3 separate regions of the Mus musculus genome follow, and regions 1 and 3 are each linked to region 2. The links are chromatin contacts, called in public promoter capture Hi-C maps. All regions are on one chromosome and are shown on one strand. The core of a region is the stretch at or near the end of the contact, and the rest is flanking DNA. Distances in the headings are between cores, read along the strand shown.

The links. Promoter capture Hi-C pulls out the DNA fragments that hold promoters and counts their contacts.
Region 1: a promoter capture Hi-C map of liver shows a contact between it and region 2, with 4 times the contacts expected there. The contact joins the enhancer-like site here to the promoter of Chst13 in region 2. A contact is called at or near these places in 6 of 39 promoter capture datasets (the HPC-7 cell line, embryonic stem cells, hippocampal neurons and 2 more).
Region 3: a promoter capture Hi-C map of embryonic stem cells shows a contact between it and region 2, with 4 times the contacts expected there. The contact joins the promoter of Tpra1 here to the promoter of Chst13 in region 2. A contact is called at or near these places in 5 of 39 promoter capture datasets (the 3T3-L1 cell line, embryonic stem cells, hippocampal neurons and 1 more).

Annotation. Positions count from the first base shown.
Region 1 is chr6:89,167,526-89,170,976 of GRCm38.p6, reverse strand. No RefSeq gene overlaps it. Among named protein-coding and RNA genes, the nearest start is that of Gm1965, 28 kb to the right of the region's middle. Within about 2 kb of position 1,561, at least 3 of the 459 cell types and tissues checked have an H3K27ac peak or open chromatin away from gene starts, as enhancers often do. A contact at or near this core is called in liver, where this site is marked.
Region 2 is chr6:90,323,802-90,327,147 of GRCm38.p6, reverse strand. Chst13 (carbohydrate sulfotransferase 13) reads left to right here and starts at 1,963. Exons shown (of 3, transcript NM_027928.1): 1 at 1,963-2,073. The coding sequence starts at 1,986.
Region 3 is chr6:88,900,903-88,904,338 of GRCm38.p6, reverse strand. Tpra1 (transmembrane protein, adipocyte asscociated 1) reads right to left here and starts at 2,088. Exons shown (of 12, transcript NM_011906.2): 1 at 1,809-2,088.

The DNA.
Region 1 (3,451 bases), core at 312-2,811, 1.2 Mb after region 2:
GAATCACCCTGCTGCATTATGCAATAAAGTGTTCTCTACTTTCTGGTTCTTGTCTCATTTCTTTATACAGGGAATTAGCATTGGCGTAGAAAGAAGAAAGGAGGCTGGAGGGAGGGAGGCTGCAGGAACCATCACTCTTTTTCATGTGCTTTAAATGACTTCTCACTCATGTGATTGTTTTTTACCTGCTTGTTTGAGACATAGTGTCTCTACATAGTCCTGGCTCTCCTGTAATTCACTCTTGCAATCATGTTAAGCTTGAACTCAGAGATCCATCTGCCTCTCTCCCCAGTGCAGGGATTAAGGGCCTGAGCCACCACACCATACTTTATATATTGATTGGTTTTTGTTTTGTTTTATTTTTTAGGGTTTTTGTTTGTTTGTTTTTTTTTTTTTTTTTTTTTTTTGATTCGCCTGAAACATATTTGGTGTCTCAATGTTTTGCACTTTTTCAAATGTCCTTTTGGAGATTCAACAACCTACCTCTAATCTACATGTCGTCCATGTAAGAGCATGGAAAATGGAAGATTCTTCCCTATTCTGTGTCCTTTGGCCTCATGACCCAGTCCTCTCCTTCTCTGGGATTGGAGCCTATTTGGGGGCACAGGAGGAGGCAGCAGCATGCAGGTGTATAGTGAATCTCAGCGGAGACCTCCAGCTTTGCAGGCTAAACAGCTACCAAATGCTCAATTCTTGCAATCTGAGGCAGCCCATCTTGGATTTGTAGCACCCCAGCCATTGAGTCATTTGAAGGAAAGAATAAATCTGTGTACACACATATGCACAGAGAAGCACCCAAAGTGCCTCTCCTGAAGGCCTCACAGGGTCACTCAGTTTCAGGTAGGAACACTTTTACCTCTTTCTCCTTCTTTAGCCTTGACTAAAAGTGCCAGTGTCTTGTGGGATAAGCTAAGCAGAGCTAGGCCTTCAACTCCTGTATAACCATGTCCATTGAACGATTGAGTCTTGGTGTCCAGGCCATATCCACCACTCACCTTGAGACTATACCAGTGGCCACAGCAGTCTTCTTGTGGCAGACAGCCATAGACACAACTTCTAGATCTAGGTAGGTTCAAGGCAACACCTCCTGAAAAACAGAACCAGACTTTGGTGTAGAAACATCACCAGCATAGTGTTAGGAAGCCCAAGTCAACAAGACGGGTCACACAACACCATTTAAATGCACCTTGCAGGTTTGATTTATTGTCTGTTTGTTTTGAAACAGAGTGTTTCTACATAGCCACGGCTTTCCTGGAATTCACTTTGGCAATCAGACTGAGTTTGGACTAAAGATCCATCTGCTGGGATTAAAGTCCTTACCCACCCTGTCCTGCCTTACATACTTTTTTTTTTTTTTTTAGGATTCACCTGAAACATGTTTGGTGTCTCAACATTTTACACTTTTTCAAAACTCACATCAGAGATCCCAGCAAGCCTACATGTAATCTATATGTAAGGCTGTGTAAGTACAGGGACGATGGAAGCTTCTGTCCTCTGCCTGCTACCTTTGGCCTTTTGACCTAAGCTAGCCAAGCAGCCTAGCAGGTACAACTCAGGTGTAACCATCTCCATTGAGTGATTGACTCTTGGTGTCCCAGGCCATACCCACCATGCATCTTGAGGCTATAAAAGGGCACACAGCAGCCTTTTGTTTGCAGACTGCGGTAGACACAGCTTCTAGTTCAAGGTAGGAGTCAGGGCAAGCCCTCTCAAAGAACAGTCCAGAGACTTTAGAGAAGTTTTCTCATCAGCATGTTGTGAGGAAGGCCAATCCAGGAAAATGAGTCACACAAGACACACAGCCTGTTTGGTAATCTAGGAAGGTTCTTTCTCAGCCTGTGGAGGTAGGCTCCTTCTAGGGCAGGTTTTGGTTGTGCTGAGTTGAAGAGCCCTGTCTTCCCATCCTATTGACTAGAACTCTGAGTATAGTGCCGTGCTGGGGCTGGGGGAATGAATGATCTAGGTCCTCTCGAAGCTCATGCGTAGCAGCGAGGTTCCCACTGGGGTTTCTGGTGGATGACATGGGGGGATTGTAAAAGGAATGGCACCTGGAGGATTGTGCTTTACCCCTGTGGTTCTCAGGATGGATCCCTGGCTCTCGCCCACTGGAGGCCCTTGGCAGACCCTGAGCCCTCAGCTCCTTTGATCCTATGACTTTGTGTTGTAAGAAAGGGTCTCTCAGAAGCAGGCAGGCTGGCCTGGGATCTAGGCCTGGAGCTTGTCCTATAGGTCAGGTAGATGATGAACTTGGGGTCCTCCTGCCTCAGAGGTTGTGTTTAGGTGCCCAGACAGGTGTGGCTTCCTGGCTGCTTTGGGCATTGGCCCCTGCAGTGACCCAGTCCCACACCCACAGGCTCTGCCCCTGACTCTGGTCTCCTCTTCAGTTTTTCATCTCAGAACAGCTTCTTGGTCTTGGCCTCTTCTTCAAGCTCTTACAATCATCTTTCTCTCTTCTTCATAGACAGGTTGGAGCCCCTAAGGGCCGTCATGATGGGTGACCAGAATGGAAAATGCTCTCAGACTCCCAATTCAGACAGCCTGTTCCCTTCAGAGATGAATGAAGAAGCCCCAGTCGCAGAGCCAGTGGGAGGGAGAGTGCTGGAATACACCAATCTATCTTGTGATGTTTGTATGGCTGCTCACTTGTTTGTTTTGATAAAGATTCTGTCTTCATAGACCTGGCTGTCTTTTAACTTACTGTGTAGAGCAAGGTAGTCTTGTACTGACAGACCTAACTTTCTGTGTTTCCCTATGCTTGCCTTAGAGGACTTTGCTTTAATGTTCCCTATGTTCTCCTTTAATTTCTTCTTCTTGCCCTCTCTTAGTAGTTTGTGGACTTTTCCTTGGGTGCTTCTGTAATTACTATGTTTATTGCTCAGACATGAGCAATGTTGCATAGACTTTTAAGATCAGTCATGCTTGGTTTCTAGGCTTTGACTGTGTTTTTCAGTTATTTGGAGATTCTTAGTTGAAAATGCTCATCCAAAATATTCAAGTATTGCTTCACTTATACCTGTATTAGTTTCTTTAGTAATTCTCTGAGAACATCTCATCACCAAGGCAACACAGAAGGAAGAAGTTAATGATGGTGTCCAATTTCTGAGAGATAATGATTTGTAATGGGAAAATTGGAAGATTTGGCTGGGGCAGGAAGCTGGGAGTTCACATTTCAAACTGCTATCAGGTAGCAGAGACAGTGAACTGGGATTGGAATGAGGCTTTCTACCCTCAATGCTCTTCCTCTGTGACATCTTTCCTTGATCAAGGGTACATTCCTCTTACACTTTCCCATGAGCACCAACAACTGGTGACCAAGTATCTAATCATCTGAAGCCTGTGGATCATTATCATCCAAACTACCTCAAATGCTGTGCTGGCTAAATTTAAGTCAATTTGATACCTGCTAGTGTCATTTTAGATGAAGAAAGTTCAATTGAAAAGATGTTCCCAT
Region 2 (3,346 bases), core at 714-3,213:
AAGGGCTTCACTGCTCAGGAAAGCCCTCTAACACTAAGCCACACTCCCAGCCCTTTCTTTATCTGTCAAAGGGTGGACTTCACTCTGGTGTCTCTCTACAATGCAACCCCCTGTCTGAAATAAGCTCCGAGTGCCTGTGCCTGCAGCAGCTGTGGGTGACATGACCAAGTACAACAGATCTAGTGCCCAGGAAAGACATGCCTGAGATCTCTCACTTCTCCTTCAGGCTGGACAATGCCTGCATGAACTGGGATTCAAATGGGACTCGACACATAAGAAAGCATGCTACAGTGTGAGCTTGGGGGAAGGAAGAAACATTTATAACTGATCCTGGGATGGGGGAAGGACTGACATCCACAGGTCCCTTGGGCTTGTGTTCAGCCTAGCTGTTTGGCCCTGCCATTAAGAAATGCTGTAGAAGGCCTGCTCTTTCCATTTCTCTACTTGACTGGGTCTTGAGTGGGTGATGGCACCCAGAGCAAACTGTAGCAGGTAGAACCAGGCCAGAGATGGGTTCCCTCACGTATTCTCTGCCCCACACACCTCTGGCTGCTGTCCTGCACTGTGGTGCAGACCACCTCCCTTCCTACCTGAAAAGTCACTGTGGGCTCCTAGGACACTGGGCACTGTGAAGACAGCTATAAAAAGGCCTCTATTACAAAGTACCCCTTCAATATTATCTTTTACTTTTTATTGGGTGGTTGATTGATTGATTTTTTTTTGAGACAGGGTTTTTCTGTTTAATAGTCCTGGATTTGTAGATTAGGCTGTCCTCGAACTCACAGAGATTGGCCTGCCTCTGCCTCCCAAGAGCTGGGTTTAAACCACATGCTATTTTTTTTTCCTTTACATAAGCTAAGTTGCTGGGTCCTGGAAGATTTGTGATCCTGACACTTAGAGCCTTCCTCGGCAGTGAGGCTTTCAGCTTTATCTAACCTTACTACTGTCCTCATGGTTTCTGGCTGCTTTGAACTCTCCTTGAGCACCTTGGGAAGCTGAGTTTCTGATTTCAGCTGCTGGATCTCGAAGCTCCGGACTCCTGGTCTCAGTCACTGCTGTTTCAAACAGTTTGTGCAGGATGCAGGACTTTCTGCCCATCATCAGCCTTGGGGGAATTAACATGACTCTGGGGCATTTTTACTCACGATGAGGGGGAGTCTTTTTCCTGGCTCCCTGCGCTATGACTGATGCAAATCCAGTCCTTAGTTTTCAGGAAGGGCCGTGTCCTGACTGGTGCACACACTTCCATTCAGAATCAGCTTGTGATCACTTGTGTGGTCCACGTGGAGAGTTTCTTCAAAGTGGTCTTCCCCAGAGAGGGAACTGAGGGGCTGCTGTGAGAGCAGAAGTTCCATAGGCAAGGCCAGGGGAAGTAAAGAAGAGACAAGAAATTGCCAAGGGTTAAGACTGGAGAAGGCAGGCTGGGAGGAGAAGCTACTGAGCCTTAATGGCAGGGGGTCCCAGGACCCTTGGACTTACAAGCTGTGACATTTGCCAGTACTGAGGGTCAAGAGTCCGAAAGCTTGGGGACCAGAGCTGTCATTCCTAGGCTTCCAGTAGCTGCCCTGTACTAGGGGTTAAAGCCTAGGGCAATGAGTGTCCAACCTGAGCTTCTGGAGTCCGTTTCTGACCAAAGCTTTGGCTCCCAGGACCTCAGCTGCAGCTTCTAGCTCCGCCAGTAGAGCACTTGGGCCCGGGACACCCATATCTGAGAGTTTCTCCACTACCAATTCCCATCAGTGTAAAGTAGGGAATCCTGGTTTAATGACTAGTATCAGGGATAGATACTGCTTTCATTGGCCTAGGGTTACAGCTTTACCCATTAAGTCAGTCAGGCGCGTCTATCTCTAGCCTGGAGCACTGGACGCTGCTTCTGGGCGGGCCCTAAACTAAGGGCAGAACTGGGCGTGTCCTGGACCTCCGCCGCACAGTAGGAAGGAGAACGCACCGGATGACTGTCGCCTGCCACGCGTGCCAGGCACAGCATGGGAAGACGCTCCTGTTGCAGGCGGCCCTTGCCGGTGGTGGCAAGTCTGGGTGCTGCACTCCTGCTCCTGTGCGCCCTGCGTCCCGGTGAGTGCGCGGGCCCGGGGCTCTGCGTTGTTTCCTCAGCTAGAGAGCCACCTGGCACCTGCCTGTTGTTTGGGGCTGGGGCATCGCCAGTGGAAGACAGGTTCCTTCCATTCCCGCATGGAACTTCTTTTCTTGTCGCTGGCGAGATGACCACTGTCTGACTCCCTGTAGAGCTGCTGGTGGGAACTTTTGGTCAATCTAGAGATGCGTTTGTTACATTTGCCCTACTCTCTGAGCCTTGAGAAGTCAGTTTGCTCTCTGGCCTGGATGCCTGTCTTAATCTGAGATCCTGCTGAGTCTATACATCCACAGAAGAACTGCACAGGTCTATGCTGGCCTGGCGTTTCAGGGATCACGACCTGCTAGTACCAGTTTCCACCAGGCATGTGGTCAGTTTCACTCTGAATGAACCTAGGTCTCCTCTGATCCTCTGGCAGATAACTCACTTTACAGACCAAGCTGAGGGCAGAGGTCAGGTGTGGAGTGGCTTAGAGGTACCTGGGCAGTGGGCTACTTTTCTGACGGTTTGTCCATCCTTAGTCTGTGTGTATGGGGTCTGCTCACTTCCAGACAGGTTTTTACTCAAGGGTGGACAGGGTCATTAGCTGAGAGTGACTCAGGACAAGGGAAAACTGTTTTCAGAATGGTACTGATCCATGGAGGACCTCAATGACCAGCAGGCTTGTAGATCAGAGGTCACTCAGCAAGCTTAACCTATTATCTGTCCCCTCCCAGGGCCTTAACAGTCTCATCTATGGAATAGGTTCTGACTCCATGCTTACAGGGATTTTAGGAGGGTGAGTTTGAATGTTACAGTAGACAGTGCTTGGCCCCCAGCCCGTGCATCACACTGGCTTCGTCCTTAGGGACCCCTGGGAAGGATGCCAGGTGAACAGAACTGGGAAGGCCTCAGGAGTAGTCACCATGCCTGTGTCTACTCACTCTGCCAATTAACAAGCTCTGCATGACCAGATGTAAGTGGCTGTGCCAGGGCACCCCTGCAAGCCCCCCCCCCCGGAAGGGAGCCTTCTCCTTACTGAAGACCTGTAGGTGAATGGCTACTTCTGTATAGGTGCTTTCTCATGTCTAACATGTCCCTTGGCACGGTCTGGGTGTGGTCGCAGTGTCTGCTGATGCCACAGTCTCTGTCCACCCTGTCATTCATTGTAGACAAATGTTTACCCATTCCTGGGCCACAATGGCTCAGGTCCCTCAGGGCCCAAACACTGTTTTGGGGTATGAGTGGATAGTCTGGCCCTGGGGTGTGTCTGCA
Region 3 (3,436 bases), core at 839-3,338, 1.4 Mb after region 2:
CCACTTCTACACCTAGCAATAGCTCAAGGTACTCCTTTCTACCTGAGCAAGTGGACAAACTCCCAACCTGAAATACCCCTACTCCAGCAGTACTGGGGCTGGGAGGAGGTCAAGTTCACTGCACTGCCATGACTGTGCTACTGAAATAACTGAAGTAATGGTAACAAACACATTAGACACTCTTCCAGTGCACAGCCTCCATGCCCTGTGCTTCCTTCCTAGGTACACTGGACAAGCACCATCAGGACCCCAATCAAAGGAGGAGCAGGCATGGCCCAGGGGATCCACAGACCCCACCCTCTATCCTAGGGCCCAGGGCTTCTCCCCCAGATCTTCTGGCCTTGGGCACATGCAATGATAGAGAAGTGAAAGGAGCTGGCCCACCAGGGAAAAGAGGAAGGAGAGGGGGCAGACTGGGACAAAGAAGAGCTATGACATCTTGAAGGAGCAACAGAGCATCATGGAGGAGCCCAGGCCTCTGGAGACCGGGGGAACTGAGGTAAGGTTTCTTCCACCCGTGAACCTGAAAGGGCAGCTCTGACCTCAGCGCATTCTCCAGAGGCCAGGCTCCTGCCCACGACTCAAGCCTCGCCTTCCTCCTACCCTCTGTGGCTAGCTTGTTGGGCCTAGGTGGGACCTGTTCGGACACCCCAGACACCTCCCCAAGGGCCTTCTCTCCCTGCCCTGGGAGAGGTTGAGAGAGCTTGTCTTTCCCATCTGTGCAATGGGATTGCCCAAACCTTCTGAGTTCTTTTATGGGATTCCTACCCAGTAGAAGGTAGCAGTGCAAGCAGCCCCCCAAAGTTCTCTCCCTTCCCTCCTAGGCTGCTAAGCCTCTAAATCTAGCTGCAGAGCAGCATAGGAAATCCCCAGAGGATAGAGGCTAAGTTCCATGCCTCTCTGAATCTGTCAGCCTCAGTGATAGAGGAGAGATTGTGTCCTAAGAGGCCACTGTGGACAACAGGAAGAAGGGATGGTCCAGGTGACCTGCCCTCTGCCTCCTGACAATCCTTCTTGCCCTTCTTTAGCCACCAACTTATATCTCCCCTACCTCAGGGGCCTTTGTGTTTGCTTACCCGCAGCTTGATCCCATCATTTGACTCATTACCTCCCCCTCTAAGTGGACTTTATCTAGCCCACCTGGCTGTTGTTCTTTCAATGATTGTTTTTAAAGATAGGGTCTCATTGGGCCCAGGCTAGCCTCCAACTCTGCAAAAAGCCAAGGCAGGTCTTGAACTTCTGATTTCCCCCCTGCCTCCACCTCCCGATTCCTCCACCACCACCCAGTTCTTTGGTGTGCTGTTTATAGAACTGGGACTCCATCGGCAGCAGGTGTATTTACATGCTTGTGTGTCTTGTCTGTCCTAGGTCTTGTGACCCAACCCTCTAGAACAGGTAAGATCTCAAAAAAATGCTATGACGCGCACACATTTCCAGCACAATGCAACCAGGCTGGACAAGGATTGGGGGTGTCTGGACCCCAGACCCCACCACCCCCTCCTCGCTACGGAGCTAAGTGGAGTTGCCCTTCCTTCCGCAAGGCCAGGAAGGCAGAGGCAGAGCATGGGCTGGTCTTTCCGGCTGCCGCTGAGCTCTGGCTGCACCCGGAGCGGCGGGTGTCCAGCTCCATCCAGGATCCGGTCCTGACCGCTAGGGTCCCCAGAAACTTCTCAAAGGTTGTCTTGCGGCTGTACCCCAAGTGGCACGGGGACAGAAGGAGACGGTAGGCCCGAACCCGAAGAAGGAGCAGGGGCAGGGCCTCCTCGCTAGCTTGGCGGAGCAGGAGATGAGGACTCGGCCGCGCTTACCTGAGAGCAGGGCTGCGCAGGCCGCGGGACTCCGACCCCTGCGAGGTAGCGAGAACCGGGGAGCGTCGCGCAAGAACCGCAGCTGAGATGCTACGTGGATCGGTCAGAGGTGGCCGGACGCCGCCAGCGCGCAGGACTCACGGGACCCGCGGACTTCCCCGGTCCTCCCCTGGCAGCGGCGACTCTCAGGCGCCTTGGCTAGTGTTTTTCGTCTAAGCAAAACTGTGAAAACAGTCACAACCCCTGTTTGTGGCACTCATCCCCGCCCCCTCGGCCTCCAGCAGCCTATCGTAACGGGATTCCACCCACAGGAGTGGAACAGACCAATAAAATTCCTCAGATGGGCGAGGCGGCCCGCGGAGCTCTTAAAGGGACTGCAGTCGAAGCAAAGCAAAGTGTGGGTGACGGAAACTTCAAAGGGGAGAATTTTTTTTCTGCACAGCTTACCCCTAAAGCGTTTCGGGAAGCGTACTGAGCACGCTGTGCCTTTGCCCCGCATCTTTCTGCGGACAGCTCCAGTCCTCCGACCGGGTCGCCCTATGTCTTTGAGGATGGCGCCTAAGGGACCGGCGCCCCATAAATACTGACCTCTGGTCACCTGGACTAGGAAGGAGGGAAGGAAGGGCATCCCTTCCTCGGACGCCCTGTGCTTGCCCACTTCAAAGGGATCTGGCGTTTACAGGGCTCCAGTCCTGGTCTCAGTCACCCTGAAGGCTGGGTGCTATTAGTGGCGTTTTGCAGAAGAAACCTGAAGGGGTTAAGGGAATAAGTCCAAAGCCATCCAGCTAGGAAGTGGCCAGACCAGATCTCTTGCTTAAGCAGGTGCCTTCCAGAGGGACAGTCTTTCCTGTCTGTCGCCTTCCCTCCCTGTGGGACACCCCCAGGGCAACTTGGAGGCCTCATCTCAGGTCATCTGCTTACCTGTGCACCTTTGGCCGGCCACAGGATCTGCCCTATAGGCCATGTATTTTCAAACTTGTGGCTGCCCTTGGGCTTCTCTGCATGCAACCTCGGGCCTGTCTTCTCACATTCTCTCTTCACAGAGAGCTTCCTGGGCTCTCCCTCAAGAGTAGGTATTGACTTGCCTACCCCTTCCTCAGGCATTGGGGGGGGGGGCAGTGTGTCTCAGCAACACCTTAGAGGTGCCTCAGTGCTGGTTAAAGATGTAGGCACCTGTTTATTATAGGATCCCAGGACTGCCCCGTCCTGGTCACACAGGGGCTGGAATGACTCTGGGCCTCTTTGTGATTGGTCCGAGACTTAGCATCCCTGAGACTTCCAGGTTAGTCCCATTTGTCCATTTTGGTCTTAGTCACAGAAGCTGGCTGTGCCTGCCTGCGCCTACAAGGTCTGTAACAGCCACCCTGAAAACCATCAAGAGCTCCCAACTTCCTGCCAAGAGAATACAGTGCCCTGTTTAGGAATAATAGCAAAATACATGTCCTAGGCCCTCCTTGACCTCCAGGTGTCAAAAAGGCCACAGGAATTGAACTCAGGGCTTCTAACCATGCTCATAACCACTAAGCCTTTTCTCCAGCACCTGTCCCCAAACCCCACTGTCAATCACAAGGGCCTAGGGACTAAGCAAACGGGGTGTGGTGGGATGATATGTTTGTAATCCCAGTGCT